Regions from separate parts of the Zea mays genome. Here region 1 is linked to region 2. The links are chromatin contacts, called in public Hi-C maps. All regions are on one chromosome and are shown on one strand. The core of a region is the stretch at or near the end of the contact, and the rest is flanking DNA. Distances in the headings are between cores, read along the strand shown. Region 1 holds the start of LOC100273803. Region 2 holds the start of LOC100272250 (putative protein kinase superfamily protein).

Evidence for each region. A called contact is a pair of places that touch in the nucleus more often than the background predicts.
Region 1: a contact with region 2 is called in a Hi-C map of endosperm, with 2.4 times the contacts expected there. The contact joins the promoter of LOC100273803 here to the promoter of LOC100272250 in region 2. A contact is called at or near these places in 2 of 25 Hi-C or Micro-C datasets (endosperm and tassel).

Annotation. Positions count from the first base shown.
Region 1 is chr1:305,086,609-305,093,560 of Zm-B73-REFERENCE-NAM-5.0, reverse strand. It overlaps LOC100273803, which reads left to right and starts at 4,643. Exons shown (of 3, transcript NM_001148205.2): 1 at 4,643-4,702; 2 at 4,816-5,297; 3 at 6,495-6,952. The coding sequence starts at 5,012. The coding sequence ends at 6,862. LOC100383630 reads left to right here. Exons shown (of 12, transcript NM_001366826.1): 4 at 1-127; 5 at 294-393; 6 at 478-681; 7 at 768-882; 8 at 1,464-1,670; 9 at 1,981-2,082; 10 at 2,500-2,622; 11 at 2,705-2,839; 12 at 3,099-3,360. The coding sequence ends at 3,212.
Region 2 is chr1:304,808,562-304,815,415 of Zm-B73-REFERENCE-NAM-5.0, reverse strand. It overlaps LOC100272250 (putative protein kinase superfamily protein), which reads right to left and starts at 3,617. Exons shown (of 18, transcript NM_001146745.1): 1 at 3,501-3,617; 2 at 2,070-2,420; 3 at 1,910-1,988; 4 at 1,637-1,705; 5 at 1,119-1,208; 6 at 594-732; 7 at 405-507; 8 at 266-318. The coding sequence starts at 2,077.

The DNA of each region.
Region 1 (6,952 bases), core at 3,394-5,893, 280 kb before region 2:
AATTCAATACTCAAAGAAGTCCTTTCTGCAATCCAGAAAGGCAAGCCTGGGGCCTTTTCTCCTGGAAAGCCTAAAGAATTCTTGAGGAACTACAAAGTGAGCTTAGGATTTCTTGATTTTCTTGAAGGTATTTCTGTGTTGTGGATTGATTATTTTCCTGCCAACAATGCTGAACTGGAACTTGATCCCACAGGATCTTTTTTTTTCATTCTTGTGTTCCACAAAAGCTACAGTGTAAATTATTCAAGGTTCATATGGGTATTTGGAGTCATGATCGGCCTATTATTTTGCAGGCTACTGCTTCTCCAAGTCTGCTGTAACGAAGTTACGCTATGAGCCTGCTTACACAGATTTCATGCGACAGTGGAATGTTGGTGTCTACTTTTCGTTGCGGTAAGCACAAATATGTATATCTTTTATGCTATGAGGTACTCTCTTGGAATCAAAACTTGACTTCTACCTGCTCATTTATGCAAGATTTCAGGAAATTGCGGGTGGCCTTGATTCTACTCTTACAAATACCTTTAGTCCTACTGGATTGAATGAGGCTCAACAGAAACCGTTGCTCTTGAAACAAAGTATTAAGCTCTTAGAAAGTTTGGATTCATGTTGGAGTGATGAGGTTCTTGTATTCTCTCACTGCGATAAATTCCTCCGTCTGTCCTTGCAGCTTATTTCAAGGTATAACTACTGCAAAAGTTATTTTCCCCTTTTGTTTCAATGGTTTAGTGAACACTTATATATTGTGTATGTTCCTGTATGGTAAGGTATACAACATGGCTTTCATGTGGTTTATCAGCACGTAAAGCTTCTGACAGGAGCCCAAATTCACCTGCAGATGCTGAATGGGCACTGTCTATTCCTATAGAAGATTTCATATATGTAAGTTACATCTGCAATAATGTCTGAACTCGTCATGTCCCAATAGGATCTAGCGTTTTTCATTCTGTACTATGGACCTAGCTGCTTAGGACTGAAATTTTGGGTGCTATTGTCCTATTTATTAACATTATTCTATGTTTCTGTATTAAGTTTATGCTTAGCTTGAAATTTCTGGAGTTTCGAAGTAGTTATAAGATGACTAGTTGCTTCAGAAGTGCTCAGTAAGTCTGCAGGAAGTCACTGTTTCCACCTTTTGACTAGAGAGACATGTACTGGTGTTGGTTCAGTGGAAAAAGAACTGCAGTTTGTACTTTGTAGTCCAATTTGTGGCAACTCTGAGGTAATACAAGCTCTTAGTAAGTGCCTTCTGTTTTTCATATACATATGAACTGAAAAGCCTGTTTGTCCCTTATTGTTGTACGTTCAGTTGTATGAATGGAGGTAAGTTCGTGTTACTTAGTCTTGGTGCGCCTTTCCTGTTTCTGACTCCTAAGGCATGAGTCTTGTTACGCTAAAAAGGTTATGCAATGTTGAGCAATGGGGCTGTGTGAATTCTAATGTCTTTGTTCATTGATTTACAGATAATGCATGATGTGCATGCTGTAATTGGTGAGCTTTCAGAATCAGGCAGCTTTATTGGACATGTGAATCAGTCACTAGGGTCATGCCCCATTGAAGTATTTAATCTTGTGAAAGGAAGTATATTGCAAGCTGCTGAACCTTTAAAGGAGCTGTTGCCTGCAATAATGGATGTCATGATTGGAATCATAGTTAAGAAGTCTAATGAGGTGAGTAGGACGCCATAAACTTGTGATGCTACTACCTGCCTATTTTTAGTTATCACAGTTCATCACTTCTCCCCTGCAAACAAGATTACAAAAGGGTTTTGGTCTCTTATTATTTTGCTAGTGAAGAGCTAATTTTACATTCTATGCAAAAGAGAGAACATAATGGAAAAGCTGCACAGTGTACACTTAGGAATCAAATATTGCCTAGGCAAGTGTTGCACTTGTCAGCATTTCTTTTTCCTAGCATGAGACTTTGAAACTATATTCCTCCTGTTCTTTGACTGGGCAACTATTTTTGAATTGATTGTAGGACCTGAAGCACCTGAAAGGAATAACAGCGACATATAGGATGACGAGTAAACTTCCAGTCAGGCATTCTCCATATGTATCAGGGATTTTACATCCACTGAAGGTCAATGGACTGTTTTACCCTTGTTTTACGATTTATGTTCATCTAATTCAAGCAAAGCAGCTGAACTAGCACATGGATGTTCTATAGTAGCACACTTGTTAGAAAATGATACATTTGCTATTTAGGACCTCGGGGCTTTCATTTACTGATTTACCCAAGGGAAGCGTTTGGGGTACATTTTAAATTTATTTCTGGTCAATGTAGTATTTTAGTCATATTGTTGTTAAATGCAAAGCCTACCCCAGCTTGCTTGAGACTAAAAGATTTTGTTGTTGTTGTTAAATGCATCATATCTCATTATTATGATGTCCTGTATTTTCTATATTTCTTTGCCATACCTCTGGCGGTGTTAGAATCATTTCATACGCTTGTTTCTGTAAGGTCTTTTATCCTGAGATTTTCCATTTGTTCGTGTAGGTGTTTCTTGAAGGGGACCGTATGCACTATCTATCAGAAGATGATAAAACTAAGTTGTGTCGTGGGTCTGCAAATAAGATTACTGCAACCTACTATGACTTGGTCTCTGAAGTTGTCACTGTGGTGAGTAAGGATTGCCTATCTGCTTATGAAAATATGTTTTCGACCCACCAGTTACTTAGACCGATTCATTTCAATTCTGAAGGCAAGGAAAACCGAGTCTTCATTGCAGAGACTGCGCCAAGGTGCACAAAGGCGAGTAGGAGCTAGTACAGATGCCTCAGATAGCATCATATCTGATACAGACAAGATCTGTATGCAGCTATTTCTTGATATTCAGGTTTGCTGTCTGCCCCTTCTTCCCTTGTGCTCATAAAAAAAATGATATTGATGCAATGTGATGGCCATGAAAAATTTATCTGTCTATATTCCTTCTTTGCATCTAAATCAAACAATGTTCTCATTTTGGATTTATTTGGCGCCCAAGCTTAAGTTGCAACCAGCTTGGTTTGGCCTCACCCCTATATATGTGGCTATAGATGAGCACGAAGTGACACCTCTGGGCTCTGACATGTTCTATTGGTCGCACTATTTTACAGGAGTACGCACGGAACCTTCGTGCGATAGGAATAGACGCGAGAGAGATTGATTCCTACAGAGCTCTATGGCAGTGTGTTGCCCCAAAGGACAGGCACGAGAACATCCAGTTTTGATGTAAAGAACGCTGTCAGTATATATAAAATAAAATTGTCAACCCGTAGATATCTCAGTATGTGAAAATGATACGGTTGGCACTGGTTCATCCAGTCTTCAACGACATGACACCCTGTCAGTTTGTGAAACAAGGACGTGTTTGGTTTGATGAATGAGGTGGTACATTTCTCTCTTACTTCTTATTTTTATATTTGGTTTTTAGAATAGTACGAGTTGATTCATCACCATTTCATTCCTCGTAAGCTAATAATTAGTATATAAGTAATGAATGAGTTGATCCTATGGAAATTTATAGATGAAATTATGATGCATCATATTATAAAGCATGAGTGACTCTACGAACCAAATAAGTGTTGTTTTTGCAATTGCGGCCATGATTGGAGTTGGAGCTGGAGCGGCTATAGCCTGTGTGTCACTGGTGATGACAGGACAGGAGCGTCGCCGGCTATAGCCTGTGTCTCTGTTTGGCACGTCTTTCGTCTTCGGGCCCAGTCCTGAGGGGAGATGTTTGTGCCCTCGTCCTCCCAGCTTCCAAGTCTAGGAGCTCCTGCTCCTTGATGCTGGCACAGTGGGATAAAATAAAAATCTACATCAGACAGTGGTTGGCAAATTGATCTGTCTTCCCAACAGGCCACAGGCCTCATCTGCTCTGGCCTCTGGCACGGTGGTCACTGCAGTGCTCACTCCCGTCCAGCATGGCTCGAACCTGCCTGTCGCCTTTACTCACCCCTGTGCCGTCATGCTGACGGCGCTCTCAACTCAGGGTTAACGGGGCCAAAACCCAAAAGGATATAATTAAATTACATCCATTCGCCCATTTTTTAAAAGAAAACAAAATAAATTAAATCAAGTTTTTTTAGATGAAAAAAATGCAAATGCATTGCTCGTAACTTTTTTTAACTAAAATCCCTCGAAAGCAAAGCATGCCGGAGGAGACTTTCGGGATCACATTGCATGCCAAGGCGCCATTGTTAATCCAAAAGAACATAAAAGGCACACTCCTAATATATCTCTCTCTCCACGTCGCCTTTCGCCGTCGTCTTTTGCTCACCAACTCCAGCAGTGTGCGACTCCGTATCCCTAAAACGCGCGGCCGACACATTCTCTCTCCTCTCCGTATCCGGCTCCGTTTCCAGCAACACTCCCCATCCCACTCCGCATGCAGTCTATGACACCTGGGCCCCGCCAGCAGGCGCGCGCGCACGCAGAGAGTTGCGGAGAGGAGAGAGAAAGTGTGGAAATGGGGAGCGCAGGGACACGGCGTCCATTTTGCGGAGAGGGATGCGGAGTCTGCTGGAGCGCGCAACAGTGCCTCAGACCGCGCAAAATGGGGATGCGGAGTCGGATACGGAGTCTTGCTGGAGTTGGTCTAACGCTTCGCCTTTCGACCCCCCTTTCCTCCGACTTCTTTCAGCAGCATCCCCTAGTCCTCGCCTGGACTCCGCGGAGTCTTTGGTTGCTCCGAGTTCCTCGCCTGGTTTTCGGCAAGGTGAGCTGCTCCTTTCGCCGTTCCTCTGGGAGTTTCCCCGGTTGCTTGTTGCTTCCCGTTTTCCTTCTCGGTCTGCAAGGCCTTCTGATTGCTGGCGGCTCACCTTTTCGCAGGCCAAGGAAAGGTGGTCACTTCACTTCTGTTTTTTTTTTTTTACTGCCGCCGCAAACCTCCGCTCCTGTGCCATACCGCCATTCCATTCTTAATCTGGGCGCCGAAGAAGAGAGGACGGGAGCGAGGTCCGGTCGAAGAATCGTAGCGGATTGGGGGAGGGGGGAGCGGCGGCGGCGGCGGCGGAGGCCGGTCGGTATGATTCAACTGCTGTTCCTCGTGCTGTTCGCGGAGGGCGCGGTGGCGCTGCTCCTCATGGTGAAGGTCGGGCCGCTGCGGGAGCTTGCGATGCGCGGCGTGGACCAGGTGAAGACGGGCAAGGGCCCGGCCACGGTCAAGACGCTGGCGTGCACGCTCTCCGTCATCCTCATGTCCAGCGTCGCCAGCATCCTCAAGATCCAGAACAGGGGGCTCAAGCTCGGCACCGTCAGCCCCATGGACCAGGTGCTCTGGAGGACGCACCTCCTCGAGGCATCCCTCATCGGTGAGCATCCCACTCCGCCCTTCTTTGCTTATTCCTCACTCACGGCAAAATGCCAGTAGCTTAGCGTTGACAAGTGGGGTTTTTTTAGAAGATTATTAATGGACTGGTGGTATGGATGCTTTGACTCAGTAGTGGTTGGCTGATCGTTGCTCAAATGCGTAGCGTAGGTGGTAGACAAAGTAGAAATCTAGCACCCAATGTTTCTGGATTCAGTTGCCAATCTAGAACTCGATTCTCAGAAGGGCAGAAATCGCAGGCTCTCTGATCCACATTTTGTATTGGACCCAGGGGTCTTGCCTAGTCTGAAATCTTGATTACAAGGGTCTTACTTTACCGTCAAGGATTGCTGCTTTTAGTAATCACTGTTTAGTAGTACAGTAGTCAGCAGCCATCTCATTTGTTTACCTGGAGAGTCAACTGTTCAAGAATAGGAGGTTAGAATAGTCTATTAGGATACTATAAGAACTCCCACTAGATTGCATTTCGATGACTCTTGTTCCTTGCTCCCTAGTCCCTAGGCAAAAAAGAAAGATGGTACCATGCTGTAGCAACAACTTTATCTTCAGTAATTGTTTCGTTCTGTTGGAATTTAACTATAGTCGTTTTTTACAAGTTCTTGGTATGGATGAACTGTCCGCTTACAAGTTCTTGGTAATTGTCTCAGTCAGTAATATTAAGGAGATACTAGATAAGGTGAGTTCTCAATGTAACGTTTGTCCTCCAAACCAAACCTTTGTAATTACTCTAGTGCTGTTTGCTTTAGTTAGTGATCTCAGTCAAATACCAGTATGGCTTAGTAATCTCAGTTATAGCTTACTTTTTCAGAATGGTGATGTGCAAGCTAAAAAATAGTTTGGCGCTTGGGGGAATCAGTAGGGAAGAATTTGTTTCACATTTTACAATTTAGGATCTGCTAAAATATTTCGCATTTTACAGTTTAGGATCTGCTAAAAATGATACAAAGGAGAATTTCCGTTTATCAGAGAGATTCCTATCAAAAAAATGGTAAAGGTAGGCCTCAGAGGATATTTGAAGTTCCCATTGAACCTATACTTTGATGGGAATGTCGAACACATACAATTTTAGCACAGCACAATGTTGTTTCCCCTTTCTGAAAAAAGTAGCGTATAATCTTTCTAGTTAACAATTAAATCTGACACTGTGTTCTCATACATTTCGTTTGGTTTCTCCTTGTAGGATACACGCTATTCCTTGCATTTGTAATCGACCGGCTGCACCACTACCTGCGAAAGCTGATGACACTGAGGAAAACATCCAGCACATCCAGAGAGGAGGTGGAGAAACTTCAGATGGAGAACCGGTCGCTCCGCGAAAAGGAGGAGAAGTCCTCCAGTGAGACGAAGAGGCTTCAGCGAGAGATTGCGAGGCTGAATGAGGGCATGAAGAAGCTGAAATCTGAGACCGAAGAGCACGAGAGGAAGGCGTCGGTGGCAGAGGCCCATGTCGACGCGCTGCAGAAGCAGTCGGAGGAGCTGCTCCTGGAGTACGACCGGTTGCTGGAAGACAACCAGATTCTGCAGACTCAGCTACTTAGCAGAGGCTAAGCTAAGGAGCTTGGTTTGTTAGCAAGACTCCTTTACCAGGTAGTGTCGTAGAGCCAAGGACTTGCCCGATTCTGAATGCTTACATGCCGC
Region 2 (6,854 bases), core at 2,368-4,867:
TGCCCCTTGTTGAGGTGGAAGTGTGGAACTATGCGGTGTACTGATGTTTGGATATAATCATGCAAATGTGAAAAGCTATAAATCATGACAAACTAATGGCTTGCAGAGTACGACTAATCTTTTCCTAGCAATCTTTTGCAGCATAAAAGAAATCATTTCCGTGCATTATGTGTAGTCGTATTAGAAATACAGTAGACTATACATAACAAATAACTAAAAGGGTAATATCAAACCAAAAGGCAGGACAAGGGCACCATGAAATTACCAATAGCAGGTGTATAAACTGAAGATTGCAGTAGAACCTCTGGAGCCCGATACCTAAAGAATATAGATGATCTTGAGGATTTAGTTGCATAAATATATCATTATATAAAACAAATTGTAAATTTCATGCACAAACTTACCATCTGGTGGAAACATAATCAGTGTAAGGAGGATTGGAAGATATTTCTCTTGCCAACCCAAAGTCAGCAATTTTAATAATACCATTTGTCACCAACAAATTCTCTGCACAAATAGAAGGAAAAAAACTAATTATTTTGACAGAAAGAAAGATAAGATAATTCCAATGTAATATCAACAAGACACATTACCAGGTTTTAAATCACGGTGAAAATACCCATTATTATGCATATATGCAAGACCTTGCAGTATCTGGACCATAAAGTTCCTTATATCCCTTTCAGGGAAAGCAACTTGCCTTTCCCTTATGACATCATATAAATTGCACTCCTGAAAGAAAAATCAGCTGACATTTCAGCAAGGAACAAACTACATAAATACCGGTTAGATGCAAGTAAGAAAGCAACTTAGGAAAATTCGATGCCTCATCTGAAAGAAGTATACACCTGTCACTAAGTGAGCATAATACATCACAAATATAAGGGAATAGGTTAACTCATTTAATGAAGAAACATAGGTGAACTAATTGGCTAATATAATACAACATACACCAAAAAATTAGTACATTTAATGTCGTTCTCGTGTTAACCATCACAAATCATCATCTCACCAATGTGTGCCTTAGGGAATAGCATGGTGAATTAGCCTTTTTTTCTCTTCCTTTAATTTATACAAAAATATAGTAAAAAACATGCTAGATGTAGCAAGGACTAAACCATGTGTTCAAAGATGAAGAACAGCTCATGGTTTTCCATCGTCACTTCCTTCAGCTTCACAATGTTAGGGTGAAATAGTTTCTGAAGGGCCTGCAGAAAAATAGTTCTTTCTTTGTTAAGAAAATCAAGCTGCAGGATAGTATCTATTGAGGCCCTGTTTGGTTTCTTTAGTCACTAGACTAAAATTTAGTGACTAAAGTTTAGTCCCTAAAGTATCCAGTTTGGTTCCAATGACTAAACCAGACTAAAAAGCATTAATTGCTATGAATAATGATTGTTTTACCCCTATTAATTAATGAATGTTTGCTATAAGAAGAAAGTGAAAAGGGCAAATAAGGTAAAAATACTACTTTAGCCCCTTTTAGTTACCCTCTTGGTGACTAAAGAACTAAAGTTTAGTCCCTCCACTTTAGTCACCATGTTTACTTATTTAGGGACTAAAAGTGACTAAACTTTAGTCACCCAAAACCAAACGGGGTCTGAATATGTATGTGATCCTCTTTGACAAAAGAGAATACCTTCACTTCTCGCAGACTAATACATTCTTCCCAATGACAAAATTTTCTCTTCATTTTTTTAACAGCAACCTGGATGGAGCAAAGAGAACAAGTTAGTTGGTGTAAATGCTGTAAGTGCCAGCTAATTTTCATAATAACGTCTCTTCAGTGAAATAGCCAAATGAGTACAATATGCTATTGCTGAAATTGAGCCTGTAACATCATGCATAGACGATTGGGTACACACATTCTTGGAAGAACAAAATGTTTCAATTGGTGAGTTCTTGCACTTACAATTTCATTAGTTTCTACATTAGAAGCCATAAAAACATTCCCACAGGTTCCATCACCTATCTTCCGTATCAATTTGTACCTGTAAGAAATAGGAAGTAAAGGTCAAATTAACCTTCCAGACCATCTAAAGTAAAAAGTGAAAAGAGCACTTACTACTTACCTTTCCATGATTCTTAATCTAACCAAAGAGTGTTTGCCAAAAATCACTGAGAACAAATAGAACCCCGCAGCAAAGATCCCTCGCCACCTTCAAAACTCAGCGCATCCACCTCAAAACTAGGTCCACCTATACATGGTTGCATCAGAAGAAGGAAGTTCCACTGGAGGGTTTCGCAACATGAATGATTAAGCATCATTATGTGCACAACCGTCATGCTTTATTGCAGCTTGAGCAAGCTTCAGCGGAAGATCTTCATCACTGGTATGCGTTGGCTGAAACCGTTGGCGGCCAGAAAAAAGGGCAGATAGGTTTCAGACCAAAGCATTTTTAGCCTAAAGTGCATGGAAAAATCTGCAATGTAAGAGTAAAAGAAATATTTGCTTCAATACTTGGTACAGAACATAATATTACCCTCCTCCACACAGAAACTAAGTAAACAAGCCATTGAGATACAGGAACTAAGCAAGCAAACCCTGAGGAATATATGCATCGGTTTTTCATTTCGTGCACCGAAAAACAGTTGTACCGTGCAAAACAAAGCCTAAAACAGGCTATAAAGGACCTCTGGAGACAGGCACTTTCCACATTCGATTCGGTTGCGAGTGCAGTCGACAGACACGGCAATCAAATTGGTATACTTTGGCCTTATTAACCGTATACCCTGCGTGAGTTCAATTGCCTGCTGAAAAGAAGATTTAAACAGGTCCAGTTGAGATCCAAATCGATGAAGAGGGAGCGAAAGGATAGAAGCAATCAAATTTACCCAACATGCATCGTCGCTATGCCTACACGCGGCAAAGTAGCAAGCACGTGAGTCGTGAACAATGCAAAAGGTGATCGAACGGTAACAGCTATCAAACAAAGCAAGAAGTGGGGGGAAAAGAAGTGGTACAAGAGTACAAACGAAACTAACGCGTCACATAACGGCCTGCCTGCCGGCCGGCCGTGTGGCTCCAAGGCGCGGGGTGATCTTCTTCTTCGTCCCTACCTAGAAGATTCGAATCCGCGAACAGAGCGACGCCGCGAATCGCGAACGAACAAGAACACCACGCGCGTCACACGACGTGACGCAATTGGTTGAGAATTGAGATAAGATGTGTAGACACCACGCCCCGGGGGGAGGGTCGTCGTGGAATGCGGGGTCCCGATTCGATTGCTTGAGGCAGGGGCTACCTAACGGGGAAAGGCGGCGCGGTTGGACCCGCGAGGGGGAAAATGTAGGGCAATCGAACCGCAAATTGGCACTCTGACCTGCACCGAGCAGAGCAAATTCGCGGCGGGCGAGCACGGCGGGCACGCCCGTTCCGGGACGGAATTGCCAGGGTTAACCCGATGTCCTCGCGGCGAGGAAACGAAAAACGGCAGGGCAGAGCAGGACGAGGAGCAATCCATCGACGCGAACCGAGGCAGGGCAGGGCAGGGCATGCTTACCGGTGAAAGAGGAGTCCGATCCCGGCCCTGAGGGGTCTCCTCTGCCCGTCGACGAGGTGGAGCGGGGGAGCCAGTCGGCGAGGTGGGGGATCGCGGGGCGATATTTGGGACGGAACGACGCCGCGAGAAATTGGGGAAGAAGACGAGACGAGACGAAGACGAAAAAATATAGATGGATGGCGAGACTTGGGGTGGGGACGGGCGCGGTACGAGATTACCGCTCTGCCCTCGTGGGCTCAGTACTGTCACGACCGGGAGACGGGAGAGTTGTGGCTGGGGCCTGGGGGAGGGCCGAGTGGATAGGCACGGCGAGGGTAGGGTCGTCATTTCCGGACGTAACGGCGTCGGACTCCCGCGCTGCCGCTAGGTGTACAACTACCGTGGTGCTGGGCTGGTGTACGCCTAGCTCTTCGCGTTCGGTTTTCGGGCGGGGCCGCATTGATTGCCAAGGGGAAACAGTTTACTGTAGCAGGTTTGAAAACTTGACGCGGTACACCCGCCGCCTGCCGTTGGATTGGATCATTCGCGCCGCTGCTGGTTTCTGTGCGTCGACCGCGTGTTCCTTTCGCGACCTTTGAAGATTATTATTATTATTATTATTATTATTATTATTATTATTATTATTATTATTATTATTATTATTATTATTATTATTATTATTATTATTATTATTATCATCTTTTCTAATCTAAGGCACAGTTTATATAGTAAAATCTCCTATGTATTTAAAAACAAATTTGTGTTATGACTTAGCACAGATGGAACATCACGTATGTCTATCCCGTGCAAGACACGATCTGTGTTGTGATTATAATCGGAAATATAGCAAATCATCTTCTTCCTTCGTGTGCAAGACACGGAGAGATGGCAGCGATTATAATAATAATCTAATAAACAATGGACGGCCTCCACGCTGATTCCGTGCAAGTCAGGATCAAGAAGAAATATATGCTGCGGCATATTCTATTTCTATCCTGGAAGGGAGAACCGGAGAAGGCCGTCGAAACAATTTTTTTAAAGAACCGTAGCGAATGCTAATTGATCATGATTCAAATATTTCTTTACAATTTATTTGAACTCTTAGTTAATTTTAGTTTAAAAATAAATAAAATTAGAGAATGATTTTAATCCGATCCGATCATTAAAGTTTACATCATGCATATCCAAGAGAGGCTCTAAACAAGTTCTCATTTTAAATATAAAACTCAAAATCATAAAACATTCTTACAAGAGCGACCGTATTTTATAAAAATTCATCAAACGATTATAAGTCTTGGTCTCTCGAGTCCTAAATACAATACCCAATATACTAGGGTTCTATCCTCGTTTCATCTTAATATCTAATTATTTATTTCCTAATAACAATGATTTATTTCTTAAATAATATTACTTAAGGTCTAACGGTTGGAGTAACAAAAATGAAGTCCTAAACACTCTAAGGGCTAGTTTGGAAACTCAAATCCCCTTCAGGATTGGACGAGATTGAAAAGTAAATTAGTTCATTTCCACCTCAATCTCCTCCAATCTCGAAAAGGATTTGAGGTTCCCAAAGTAGCCCTAAGGGCTGTTTGGCACGGTAGAGCTAGGCATACACCAGCACCAGTGCACCAGTACACGACTTCTGGTAAAAAGTGAAGCCAGGCGGTCATTTTCTAATTGTAGTTTATATTTTTGAATTACTTTTAGCATATATGCTATGCAGGTTTTATGTTTCCATGAGTTTTGGTTGTCTCATAAATGATGTTTATTTGGAAATTTTGTTCCATACGGTATGGGCACTTGGTGCGATGAGTACGCTATGATAGCATGTGAGATTTTTGCTGACGAAGTACTCATCGGAAGTCGTCCAGGCACTCCTTTGAACAAAATTGGTTATCAAAATGTGATTCAAATTTTTAAAGAAAGGACAGTAGTTGTGTACACACGAAAACAATTTAAGAGCAAATGGTACATATTGAAAATTGATAATGGAATTTGAAAGTAATTAACAAAATAGATTAATTTAGGATGGGATAGTGGTAAAAAATAGTATGCCTGAAGAATGGTGGAAAATATGGTAAAGGAAAATGAGGATCACTAAGCTACTATGTTCGAAGACCTGGGTGATGATTATTGGAGTGCATCCAAATGTTGATCAATCACCCATAGATGTTGATGTGGAATTTGAACCCGTTAATGAGTAGTGAACTTGAGGAGGTCACCCCTAGTAGCGGTAAAGGAAAGAGGGTTGGAGTCTCTACCACTAACAAAGGTAAACGAGCGAGAGTGGTAAACCAAATTGGGTTCATCAAATACTTGAGATGGTAGGGAGAACCATAGAGACTTGTGAGTCCATTGCTAGGAGGGTGGAAACATCTGGATGCTCGATCCAACATGTTATGACATTGGTGAAGGAATGTGGTGCCACTGTTGGAACAAAGGAGCATTTCATTGCCTCTATATTGTTTACTAAAAGAGCGGAAAGAGAGATGTTCATGACTATGGATACTCCGGAAGATAGATTTTTGTGGTTGGAGAGCAAGCATGAATGGATGACAAGAAATGATATGACTAGGAAAAAATTTAGTTATCGGTTTAAATAAGACGGTGCTCCTTATATTTCTATCCAGACATTGTAATAATGAATGCATTTTTTCATACTCATGGTGCTATGTTGATAATAGTATTGTTCTTACTTTGTATCTCTCAAATGTAGTGAGGATATATCTAGTGGTGTTCTTGATGCTGATATTGACATGCATGACAGCTTGATGGGTATGGATGATGATCATACTACCTCTGGTTTATGGTGTTACTGATAGTGACTCTAATGATGACACTATTATTGGCAAATTTTACCATTGGTAAGATGTGCACAAAATAGTCTACTTTGTGTAGCTATCATTGCATCCAACTAGTATTTCAAGTATCATGGTAAAAATGAAGTTAGGACATCCCCACAAAGTGGATATGGCTGTTTGATGGAATTTTTAAAACACTTGGATCAAGTCATAACGTGTTTCTGAAAGTCGCCTAGAGGGGGGGTGAATAGGGCGAAACTGAAATTTACAAATATAAACACAACTACAAGCCGGGTTAGCGTTAGAAATATAAACGAGTCCGCGAGAGAGGGCGCAAAACAAATCGCGAGCAAATAATGAAGTGTGACACACGGATTTGTTTTACCGAGGTTCGGTTCTCTCAAACCTACTCCCCGTTGAGGAGGCCACAAAGGCCGGGTCTCTTTCAACCCTTCCCTCTCTCAAACGGTCCCTCGGACCGAGTGAGCTTCTCTTCTCAAATCAAAGCCGGGAACAAAACTTCCCCGCAAGGGCCACCACACAATTGGTGCCTCTTGCCTTGATTACAATGGAG